2 separate regions of the Callithrix jacchus genome follow, and region 1 is linked to region 2. A link is a contact called in public Hi-C data. All regions are on one chromosome and are shown on one strand. The core of a region is the stretch at or near the end of the contact, and the rest is flanking DNA. Distances in the headings are between cores, read along the strand shown.

Region 1 (5,349 bases), core at 1,661-4,160, 140 kb before region 2:
CTGTCTCTCATTACTCTATTTATTTCCTTCTGAGCATCAGCTTTTTTGTTTGCTGACCAGCTGTTCCCCCACTACTAGAATGTAAGCTCCAGGAGGGAAAAGACCTTCCCCTAACTTGTTCACCATACCCCAGCATTTAGAACAGTAGCTTGCTTATACAGTACGTGCCCAATAAATATTGCCCAGTGAATCACTCAGTAGGTCTTAAGATCACAACTACAGAAGCTATAAGTTACAGATTGCCATCTCTACTTCTCTTGATATGAAAACACTAAATATGAGTTACTTTTATTTTTGAGACAGGATCTTGTTCTGTCACCCAGGCTAGAGTGCAGTGACCCAATCCTAGCTCACTGCAGCCTCAAGCTCCCAGGCTCAAGCAGTCCTCCCACCTCTGCCTCCTGAGTAGCTGTGACACCATGCCAGGTTAATTTTTTTTCTTTGAGACAGAGTTTCACTTTTGTTGCCCAGGCTGGAGCTGGAGTGCAATGGTGTGATCTTGGCTCACTGCAACCTCTACCTCTGGGGTTCAAGTGATTCTCCTGTCTCAGCCTCCAGAGTAGCTGAGATTACAGGTGCCCCCCGCCATGTCCAGCTAATTTTTGTGTTTTTAGTAGAGATGGGGGTTTCACAGTGTTGGCCAGGCTGGTCTCAAACTTCCGACCTCGTGATCTGCCCGCCTCAGCCTCCCAAAGTGCTGTGATTACAAGTGTGAGCCACCACAACCGGCCGACAGGCTAATTTTTGTAATTTTTTTTAATAGCAGAGACGGGATTTTGCCATGTTGCCCAGGCTGGCCTTGAACTCAGGGACTCAAGTTATCTGCCTGCTTCAGCCTCCCAGAGTGCTGAGATTACAGGTTTGAGCCACCTCTCCTGCCTGAAATTGTTGGGGATTTTTTTGGTTTTGTTTCCGTTTTTTTTTTCCAGATGGAGTCTCGTAGTTGCCCAGGCTGGAGAGCAGTGGTGCCATCTGGGCTCACTGCAACCTCCACCTACTGGGTTCAAGCGATTCTCCTGCCTCAGCCTCTCAAGTAGCTGGGATTACAGGTGCCCGCCACCATGCCCAGCTAACTTTTGTATTTTTAGTTACCTATAGGGTTTCATCATGTTGGCCAGGCTGGTCTCAAACTCCTGACCTCAGGTGATCTGTCCACCTCAGCTTCCCAAAGTGCTGGGATTACAGGTGTGAGCCACTGTGCCTGGTCAAAAAATTGCTTTTATTTTTTATTTTATTTTTTTGAAATGGAGTCTTGCTCCCATTGGGCAGGCTGGAGTGCAATGGCATGATCTCAGCTCACTGCAACCTCCACCTCCAGGGTTCAAGGCATTCTCCTTTTTCAGCCTCCCAAGTAGCTGGGATTACAGGATACGCCACTACGCCCAGCTAATTTTTGTATTTTTAGTAGAGACAGGGTTTCACCATGTTGGCCAGGCTACTGAACTCCTGAGCTCAGGTGATCCTCCAGCCTCAGCCTCCCAAAGTGCTAGGATAGGTGTGAGCCACTGTGCAGTGGCTGAAATTGCTCTTTTTAAGACATCTTTTTTTGGGCTGGGCATGGTGGCTCATGCCTGTAATCCCAGCACTTTGGGAAACCAAGGCAGGTGGATCACCTGAGCTCAGGAGTTCAAAGCCTCATCTCTTCTAAAAATACAAAAATTAGCCAGGCATGGTAGTGGGCACCTGTAATCCCAGCTACTCAGGAGGCTGAGATAGGAGAATCACTTGAACCTGGGAGGCGGAGGTTGCAGTGAGCCGAGATCTTGCCATTGCACTCCAGCCTGAGGAAAAAAAGTGAAACTGTCTCAAAACAAAACAAAACATCTTTTTTTTGAGACATGGTCTCGCTCTGTTGTCCAGGTTAGAGTGCAGTGGAGCAATCTCAGCTCACTTTGGCCTCTGCCTCCCAGACTCACGCAATCCTCCTGCTTCAGTCTCCATGGGCCTATAGGTGCACACAACTGTGAGCGGCTAAGTTCTGTATTTTTAGTAGAGACGGGATTTTGCCATGTTGCCCAGGCTGGTCTCAAACTCCTCAGCTCAAGTGATCCGTTTGCCTCAGCCTCCCAAAGTGCTGGGATTACAGGCGTGAGCCACCACGCCCGGCCCCAACGACTCACTTCTAACTCACCTATCTCACCCCGGCCCATTAGACCTTTAGGGAACCGACCCCGCCCTTACCAATAGCAAACTCCACGAGGGTCTCATTCTCCTCCGACAGCGAATCGAGAAATAAATCCAGGACCTGCAGCTGCCGCAGATACTCGTAGTTGTTGGGGTCATAAGCGAAGTTGGCGAGGTTGGCGAGGACTTGCTCCTTGGCGTCTGCAACGGGAAAGCGGCACTGGAGCCAGGTCCGAGCGGCGGTCACAGCAGACCCTGCCCCCCTGGCCCCACCGTGGCTCTCACCTTGGCTCTGGGTCTCCTGGAATTCCGTGACCAGCGCCTGCAGGAATCCCAGCCGCCCGACGTGAGGGTCCACCTTCGGCTTCTGGGCCATGGCCGGTGTGGCAGAGGACCCCCAGGGACGGACGGGAGGGTGGGAAAGGTGCAGGGGAAAGCCGAGCGAGACCTTCACCTGCCCTCCACCTGTGTGGAGAGGGAAGATGGGGGGCGGCAAACGGGTTTCTTTCTAGAGTTCAGATTCTACAGTAATTTGCCGCTGAAAATGGGACGTGGGAGATGGGGCGTGGTCTCAGAATCCTGTGGGAGTTGGGTTTGAAAATCGAAATTGGGGCGCGGGCGACGAGGAACAGTCTACGAGTTGGGGCTTGCAGAGGGGGCACCAGCGCCGTGTGCCGGGTGCCGGGTGCCGGATCCCGGATCCCGGGTCCCGGATCCCGGATCCCGGATCCCGGATCCCGGGATCTGTTCCGAGCTCCCAGCGGAAGCCGCGCTGTCTCCGCCCTTAATATAGCGGAAGGAGCGGGCACGAGGAGGAAAGGGCGGGACAGGGGCGGGGCCGTCGACGAACTCCTTGGCGCACGTACTCCGCGCGGTTACGTTTTTTCTGGATGCGGAAGCCCTTCAGCCTGGGCTGCAGCCCGCTGCTAGCGGATTCCCTGAGACAGGTGCGGGCGTGGGTGGGTTTACTGCGAGGAGCAGCCTGGTTTCCCTTATCTCGTTTCCAGCTGCAAATTACTGCAAAATCTGAACGCAAGAAAGAAACCCACTTGCTGCCCCGGCCGATAGGAGGGCGGGTTAGGGCCTCGCTCGGCTTTCCCGCCCCACCTTTCCCACTCTCCCGCCCATTCCCCGGGGCCCTCAGCCGCCCCGACGTGGCCCAGAAGGTAAGACGCCCACGTCAGGCGGCTGGATTTCCGCGAGGAGCAGCGGAGTCTGCCAGAACCCATGTGGCAGGACGTCGAGGGAGAAGCACCTCCAGGACCCCCACGGCTGGCGGGGGCGTGGCCCAGCCTCCTTGACCCGGACGGCCCTTCGGAGCGCGGGCGTCAGCTCTCTGTGCCCCCCATCGGTCCTTTGCCCCTTTTGCAAAAAGCCTGGCGACCCCGATACGCCCTCCATCCCAGCCCGAGGTGGGTCCGCCACCTCTGGACAGAAATCAAGGGGACTGGCTTATGTCCTGGGGCTTTTCGTCAGTCGGGTGGACGGCGCGCGCCCGGGGAAGCACCGGGGAGCCGGAGGAGGAGCCTTGGATGTGGCCCTTTCAGGGCTTTCTGGATGCTGAAGCCCTTCGGCCGGTTCCCTGTCGGGGATTCTCAGGAAGCAGGTGTGTGCTGCATTAACTCGTGGTCACAGGGAACAAAGCACCAGGGAAGGAGGTGGCCTTGCCACTCTCCGATCGTGTTTGACAATGTGGTATAGGTGGCTTAGGCTGTGCATGTCCTGAGAGTACAAAAGTGGAGTCACTTGCGTTAAAAAACAAACAAGGCCGGGAGCAGTGGCTCACGCCTGTAATTCCTGCACTTTGGGAGGCCGAGGCGGGTGGATCACGAAGTCAAGAAATCGAGACCATCCTGGTCAACATGGTGAAACCCCGTCTCTACTAAAAATACAAAAAATTAGCTGGGCATGGTGGCTCGTGCCTGTAATCCCAGCTACTCAGGAGGCTGAGGCAGGAGAATTGCCTGAACCCAGGAGGCGGAGGTTGCGGTGAGCCAAGATCGCGCCATTGCATTCCAGCCTGGGTAACAAGAGCCAAACTCCCGTCTCAAAAAAACAAAACAAAAGAAAAAAACCAACAAAATCCCGACAGAGTTCAAGAAATCCAGGACGAGAGAGTTCTCATGCATAAATATCTGATAAAACTATCACAAAGACTGCAAAAACCACCACGTTGCACAAAGGCCATCACAAACTTGCACAAAACCACTTCTGCACGGCCATCTGCCCAGCAACTGCCTGTCCAACTTTGAACTGGTCACCCTTGTTATGAATCCTTCTACCTAGCGATAATTATCTCAAAACAAGTAGGTAATCCTAATTTTTCCCTTAAAGCCTTTGTCTTCCTTTACCTCCCTGAATACCCATATAGTTTACTATGCCATGCATATTACCATTGCAATGCCCTATGCCCAAAGAGATGGCATTTTCTTTGAGAGAGCCTCTGTGTTATTTAGGTTGACAAAGGCAAGGACCTGAAGCCCTGGGCCTGGATGAAGGCAGAGTGGCTGTCACAGTCCAGCCAGCTGCACCCCCATTGGAAGCAGGCCCCACCTCTGAGGCTTCAGGTCTTTGCCATCAGCCCCTGCCCTATGCACACCCTCGGAGGCAGGAGTTTCAACCATAGTCTGGGTGCTTAGACTCCAGGACCCTCCCCAAAGCCCCTTGGCTTCTGTTGGGAGCCTCTGCAGCCTGGGAAGTACATCTTACCATACCAAGGTGCCCAAGGGGTTCTTTGCCTCTTGCTGGACAGAGCAGCAAAGGAGAGCCCATAAACGGAGGCAAGGATGGAAATAAGTTCCATTCCTCCCTGCCCAGGAACTGCCCCAGACCTCTAGAGGTTCGCAGGCAATCAGCTAAGTGGGGGCTGCAGACTCAGATGGGACTCCACCCCCATCCTCCTCCCTCATTGGTCTTCTCCCTTCTTAAGGTCTCAGGGAGGGGTCCTCCTTGGGGTAGAATTCTCACCCTTAGTAGGTCTTACCTCTGCCTAGTCTCTTGCACACAGTAGATACTTAATAAATATTTATTGAAGGAATTCTGCCCAGAGATGATTGCCACTCTTGCCTAGGAGCGGGTGAGGTCAAAGTTTCCTATGCAGAACATTCAGTGATAGCTTTTTTTTTTTTTGGCAGGGGAACAAAGTCTCATCACCCAGGGTGGAGTGCAGTGGTGTGATCACAGCTCACTGTGACCTTGAACTTCTTGGCTCAAGGGATCCTCCCA
Region 2 (5,312 bases), core at 2,216-4,715:
GGGGCCTTCGGGTTTTCTTGGCTCTAGGATTTCAGAGAAGGTAAAAAGCTGTGTTGGAGAGAGCAGGGAAGGTGTCTTCAGGAAGTGACATTCAGAAGGAGCCTTAAGGGATGGGGCTGAGGAGGTACACCTGCTGTGGGCACTCTGGTCCCTTAATAGATGAACATTCAAAAGGAAAAAAATAGTAACATGTGCTCTTACCAAAAAATATGAAGAAAAATCTAAAACCACCCAGAGAGAGAGTTGTTATTAACATTCTGGTTCATTTTCTTCTAGTCTTTTATTCATGTATAATTTAACACAAAATTGTGAGCATCCTAGGGGAAGTTTTATATCTTGTCTTTTTTTTTTTTTTGAGATGGGGTTTTGCTCTTGTAGCCCAGGCTGGAATGCAGTGGCACAATCTCGGCTCACTGCAACCTCAGCCTCCTAGGTGCAAGTGATTCTCCTGCTTCAGCCTCCTGAGTAGCTGGGATTACAGGTGTCCACCACCACATCTGGCTAATTTTTTGTATTTTTAGTAGAGACAGGGTTTCACCATGTTGGCCAGGCTGGTCTCCAACTGCTGACCTCAGGTGATCAACCTGCCTCGGCCTCCTAAAGTGCTGGGATTACAGGCATGAGCCACCAGGCCTGGCGGGGCATGTGTGTTTTTAAGGCCTGTTGCCTCCTTGGGAATGGATTTTGGAATGCATTGTCATAGGGGAAGAGGGGAAGAGAGAACAGCCCTGGTGAGGGTAAAGAGAAGAGACAGCAGGGTTGAGTCCAGGGGTAGTAAATGCAGGTGTGTGTGTATGACACAGGTGTGTATGCATGTGTGTCTGTGTGTATGTATAAGGCATGTTTCTGTGAGATCCTGGCTGAGTGCCAGGCTGAGGTTTGGATTTGTTCCAGCAGGCAGTGGGGAGCCCCTGCAGGGCTCTGGGTGAGGAAGCAGTTCCTGTGGTGCTGTGTGTGGTTCATGGGTTGCTGGCAGCATAGAGCCAGGTTGAAGGAGGTGGATTTAAAGGTGGGAGGCCTGGAAAGGGTGGCCTGGGCTGCAGCGCTGGAGGTGGGCGCAGAGAGGAGCGAGTTGGGGTGAGAACGCAGAGGTGAATTCAGCAGATCTGGCAGCTGTTTTGGGTGTGCTGAGAGAGGGCGGAGGCTGGAGGCCTGTGGCAGGCAGCTTGGGTGACTTGAAACACAGTTCGAGTCCCCTTTGTCTTCTTTCCATGGGGAGAGGGCCTGGTCTTGACCTGGATCCCTGGGCATTTGACCTAACGATGTGGCCTGGGGCCATGACCAGGTGGGGAGGTCAGCCTGCCTTGCCAGGGGAGGATGGTGACTTAACCAGCATCACATAGCCCCTCAGGGGTGGCGCTGGGCTTTGGCTGACTCTGCCTAGCTGTCCTCTGACCATGTATGCCCGGTGTCTCTAGCCTGACTGTGCTGGCCAGGGCTTGTGGTGGCTGAAGGATGTCCCCCACCCCTGTGGGAGGGCTCTGGGACCCCAGCGGGAATGAGGTAGGGGGACCCTGGCTTCCCTCTTGGGGTCTCTCCTGGCCATGGTTCGGACAAACTGTGGGCCCTTTGGCTAGGAGTCGTGTAACTCTGGACCCTTGGTTCCCACACAGCCCGTGGAAGCCACCGATGATGCCTTTTGGGACCAGTTCTGGGCAGACACAGCCACCTCAGTGCAGGATGTGTTTGCACTGGTGCCAGCAGCGGAGATCCGGGCTGTGCGGGAAGAGTCCCCCTCCAACTTGGCCACCCTGTGCTACAAGGTGAGGGCCGCCCAGACCCTTGCTGCCACACTTCCACCCTCCCTGCCCACAGTGGGAGAAGGCAGGCATCCAGGCCCTCCCACCCCCTGGTCCAGGCAGTCCTGCGGCTTCACCCAGCTCTCCCACTTCTCTCTCTGTGGTTCTTCTCTCTGCGGGAGGGACCATGGCAGCCTCGTTTATGGGGGCTTCTCCAGGCCACATCTAAACTGAGAACCTTTGGAAGATCAGCTCATTCAGCTCCTTCTGTGGGGTGGGTACTGTTAGTATCACCAGTTTACAGATAGGGAAACTGAGGCTGGGACAGAGTCACTTAGCTAGGCCTCAGCCATCCAGTGGTGGGCTGGGTTCTGCCTGTCCGATGCTCTCAGCTGCTCTGGCCTGTGTCCCAGGCCCCCCAGGGGTAGTAAATGCAGGTGTGTGTGTATGACATACAGGCCAACCGCAACTGCAGAGCCACCTGCCAGGCGGCCCCACTGTCTCTCCTCCACGGCCTGGGTGCCCACCCTGACTCCAAGTGCCAGGGTCCCCTCCCCGCCTTCCAGCCTGCCTTCTGCTCCTGCCTGCCCCCACAGGCCGTGGAGAAGCTGGTGCAGGGAGCGGAGAGCGGCTGCCATTCGGAGAAGGAGAAGCAGATCGTCCTGAACTGCAGCCGGCTGCTCACCCGTGTGCTGCCCTACATCTTCGAGGATCCCGACTGGAGGGGCTTCTTCTGGTCCACAGTGCCTGGGGCAGGACGAGGAGGGGTCTGTTGGCCTGGCCAGGGCTGAGTGGGAGGCAGAGTCAGGGTCACAGGGAGAGTGCCCTTCAGGGCGGGCCATGCTCCTCCAAGCCTCTCTGGGATTTGGGAAGCGCAGGGGTGGGGCCAGTGGGTACTGCTGAGGGATGGTGTTTGATGCCACCTCCTTGGGCCTTCAGCTCTTTTCCCATAGTGGTCTCTGCCCCCACAGTCCAGAGGAAGTAGACTGTAGAGAGAAGCTGAGAGCCAAGGGTCACTGGGCAGAGGCAGGGGCAGAGTAGCTGGGCCCTCTGAGGGCCAGAGAGGGACCGTACTGTCCTTTCTCCCCCACACCACCTGCCCACCTGCCTTGGGTTTATCTCCAGGTGAGGTGCTGAGGGGTATGACATAGTGATTCCTAGCAGGGCTGAGACTCCTGGGGTTGGGGTCACTGCCCAGCCCCCTCCAATCGGTAAGGGAGGTTCCCTTGCGGCTCCTGCCCCGCCCACTCCAGTCAGTAGGGGAGGTTCCCTTGCTGTTCCTGCCCCGCCCACTCTAGTCAGTAGGGGAGGTTCCCTTGCTGTTCCTGCCCTGCCCCCTCCAGTCAGTTGGGGAGGTTCCCTTGCTGTTCCTGCCCCGCCCCCTCCAGTCAGTAGGGGAGGTTCCCTTGCTGCCCCTGGCCCAGCTCCCTGCTCTGCCCCGCTTCTGCCTTGGGAGGTTTGGGGCAACCAGGAGTCCACTTCCTCTTCCTTCATTCCTCTGCCCATGGGTGCTTGCCTGGGCTCAGTCCTGTCCTCCACCACCCCCCAAGCCCTGGGCCACCTCTCCCTGGCCAACTCTCCCTGAGGCAGCCTGTGGGTGCTGTGCCCTCAGCAGGGAGAAGACGATGACGAGAATGCCAGGCCCCTGGCTGAGTCCCTGCTCCTGGCCATTGCTGACCTGCTGTTCTGCCCGGACTTCACGGTCCAGAGCCACCGGAGGAGCACTGTGGTGAGGGCCCCCAGCCCCCGCCTCCAGGCCGGGACAGGCTCTGGTCCTGGCTTGGGGCCAGGCCAGTTGGAGTTCCCTTGGGTGGGATGCATTGGGGGCCGGGGGGCTCCAGGAGAGCTGAGCTGCCTGGCACATGTGGGCCTGGGTAGAGGGTGGTAGCTGGTACAGCTGGAGGGAAGCCAGATGGGGCTGGCCCGGCTGGGCGCCTTCTGATAGCTGGGTACAGACACCCATTGTCTTTGCCTGCCCAGGGTGTGTGGGGGTTCGGGGCTGGGACACAGGAGGCCTGGCACTCTCGCTTCCTGTAGTGGCATGGACTCCACCTTGAGTGTTCTCTGCTCACCCCCCCACTAGGGGCACTGGATTCCCTGCCTGCCCCCTCCCTCTCTCCCTGTCCCAAACTGGACCGAGCAAATGAAAAAATCAGTGTGAGATGGAAGAAAAATGAGTTTTCAACAGGCCTGAGAATATTCGCCCCTGCCCTGTGCACGAGGGCTGGGGCATTTTGGGGACCTGTCTTTAGGAGAATTGGGGGTCTCTGCCCATGGGACTGTACAAGGCTTGAGGTGGCCGGGTTCTGACCCAGGCTGCTCACCTCTCACCCCCTAACCCGGCCTTTCCTGGCCCCGTCCCCAGGACTCGGCAGAGGACGTCCACTCCCTGGACAGCTGCGAATACATCTGGGAGGCTGGTGTGGGCTTCGCTCACTCCCCCCAGCCCAACTACATCCACGACATGAACCGGTCAGCTTTGCCCAGACCCAGAGCCCTAGGTGCAGCTGGACCCCGGGCCAGCACCCCCCCACTCCTGCACCACTCAGAGAGAGCCCATGGGGTCTCCCCAGGAGACCGTCCTCACCTGTAATCCGCCCTTGGGCTTACAGGGGTCGACGGGGATCACTTCCTTCCACGGACCTGGGCGGGGTTGCTGCGCTGGGTGGGCAGCATCTCCGAGGGAGGGCTGGGATCCCAAGGTACCCTACCCTTCCCTGCCCCCCAAGGATGGAGCTTCTGAAACTGCTGCTGACGTGCTTCTCCGAGGCCATGTATCTGCCCCCAGCTCCGGAAAGTGGCAGCACCAACCCATGGGTTCAGTTCTTTTGTTCCACGGAGAACAGGTGAGGGCCCCTGGCCTTTTCGGCTCTTTCTTATTCCAGTCAACCCAGAGCTGAGCCCGCTCGCCGCCCGGGTCTTGTTTGAGGGGAGGTGCTGCCCCCTGGTGGTGAAGAACTGTATCGTACCAGCCACACCTTAAACCAGCCCTGTCAGTCTCTCCTTGGAGTCCCAAACAGGACAGAATCTGGGGGCCCCTCAGTGATCCGTGCCTGGGTCCTCCATCAAGAGCCGCCTGCCCAGTAAAATAGTTTGCAAACCACGAGTGCAATCTGAACATTTTAAAACGTTAAAAAGTAACATTGGGCTGGGCGCGGTGGCTCACACCTGTAATCCCAGCACTTTGGGAGGCTGAGGTGCACGGATCACCTGAGGTTGGGAGTTTGAGACCAGCCTGGCCAACATAGTGAAACCCCGTCTCTACTAAAATTACGAAAATCAGCGGGGCGTGGTGGTAACCCCAGCCACGTGGGAGACTGAGGCACGAGAATCACTTGAACCCGGGAGGTTGCAGTGAGCTGAGATCGCACCACTGCACTCCAGCCTGGGCGACAAGAGGGAAATTCCATCTCAAAAAAAAAATTAAAATTAAGTAATAATACATGTCATATAACCCGATATGCCTCAAACTTTAGCATTTAACATGCAATCAGTATCTTAACATTATTGAGCTGTTTTATATCCCCTTTTCATAGCAGGCTTTGAAAATCCCGTGTGTATTTTGCACTTACA

The links. Hi-C and Micro-C count contacts between places; a contact is called where the count stands out from the background.
Region 1: a contact with region 2 is called in a Hi-C map of skeletal muscle, with 4 times the contacts expected there. The contact joins the promoter of ARMC7 here to the enhancer-like site in region 2. A contact is called at or near these places in 2 of 3 Hi-C or Micro-C datasets (induced pluripotent stem cells and skeletal muscle).

What each region holds. Positions count from the first base shown.
Region 1 is chr5:131,032,050-131,037,398 of calJac240_pri, reverse strand. It overlaps ARMC7 (armadillo repeat containing 7), which reads right to left and starts at 2,910. Exons shown (of 3, transcript XM_002748721.6): 1 at 2,410-2,910; 2 at 2,182-2,325. The coding sequence starts at 2,500.
Region 2 is chr5:130,891,569-130,896,880 of calJac240_pri, reverse strand. It overlaps HID1 (HID1 domain containing), which reads left to right. Exons shown (of 19, transcript XM_008997726.4): 2 at 1,614-1,763; 3 at 2,336-2,506; 4 at 3,355-3,468; 5 at 4,105-4,211; 6 at 4,469-4,585. Among named protein-coding and RNA genes, the nearest start is that of HID1, 8.0 kb to the left of the region's middle. Within about 2 kb of position 3,465, at least 9 of the 16 cell types and tissues checked have an H3K27ac peak or open chromatin away from gene starts, as enhancers often do. A contact at or near this core is called in skeletal muscle, where this site is marked.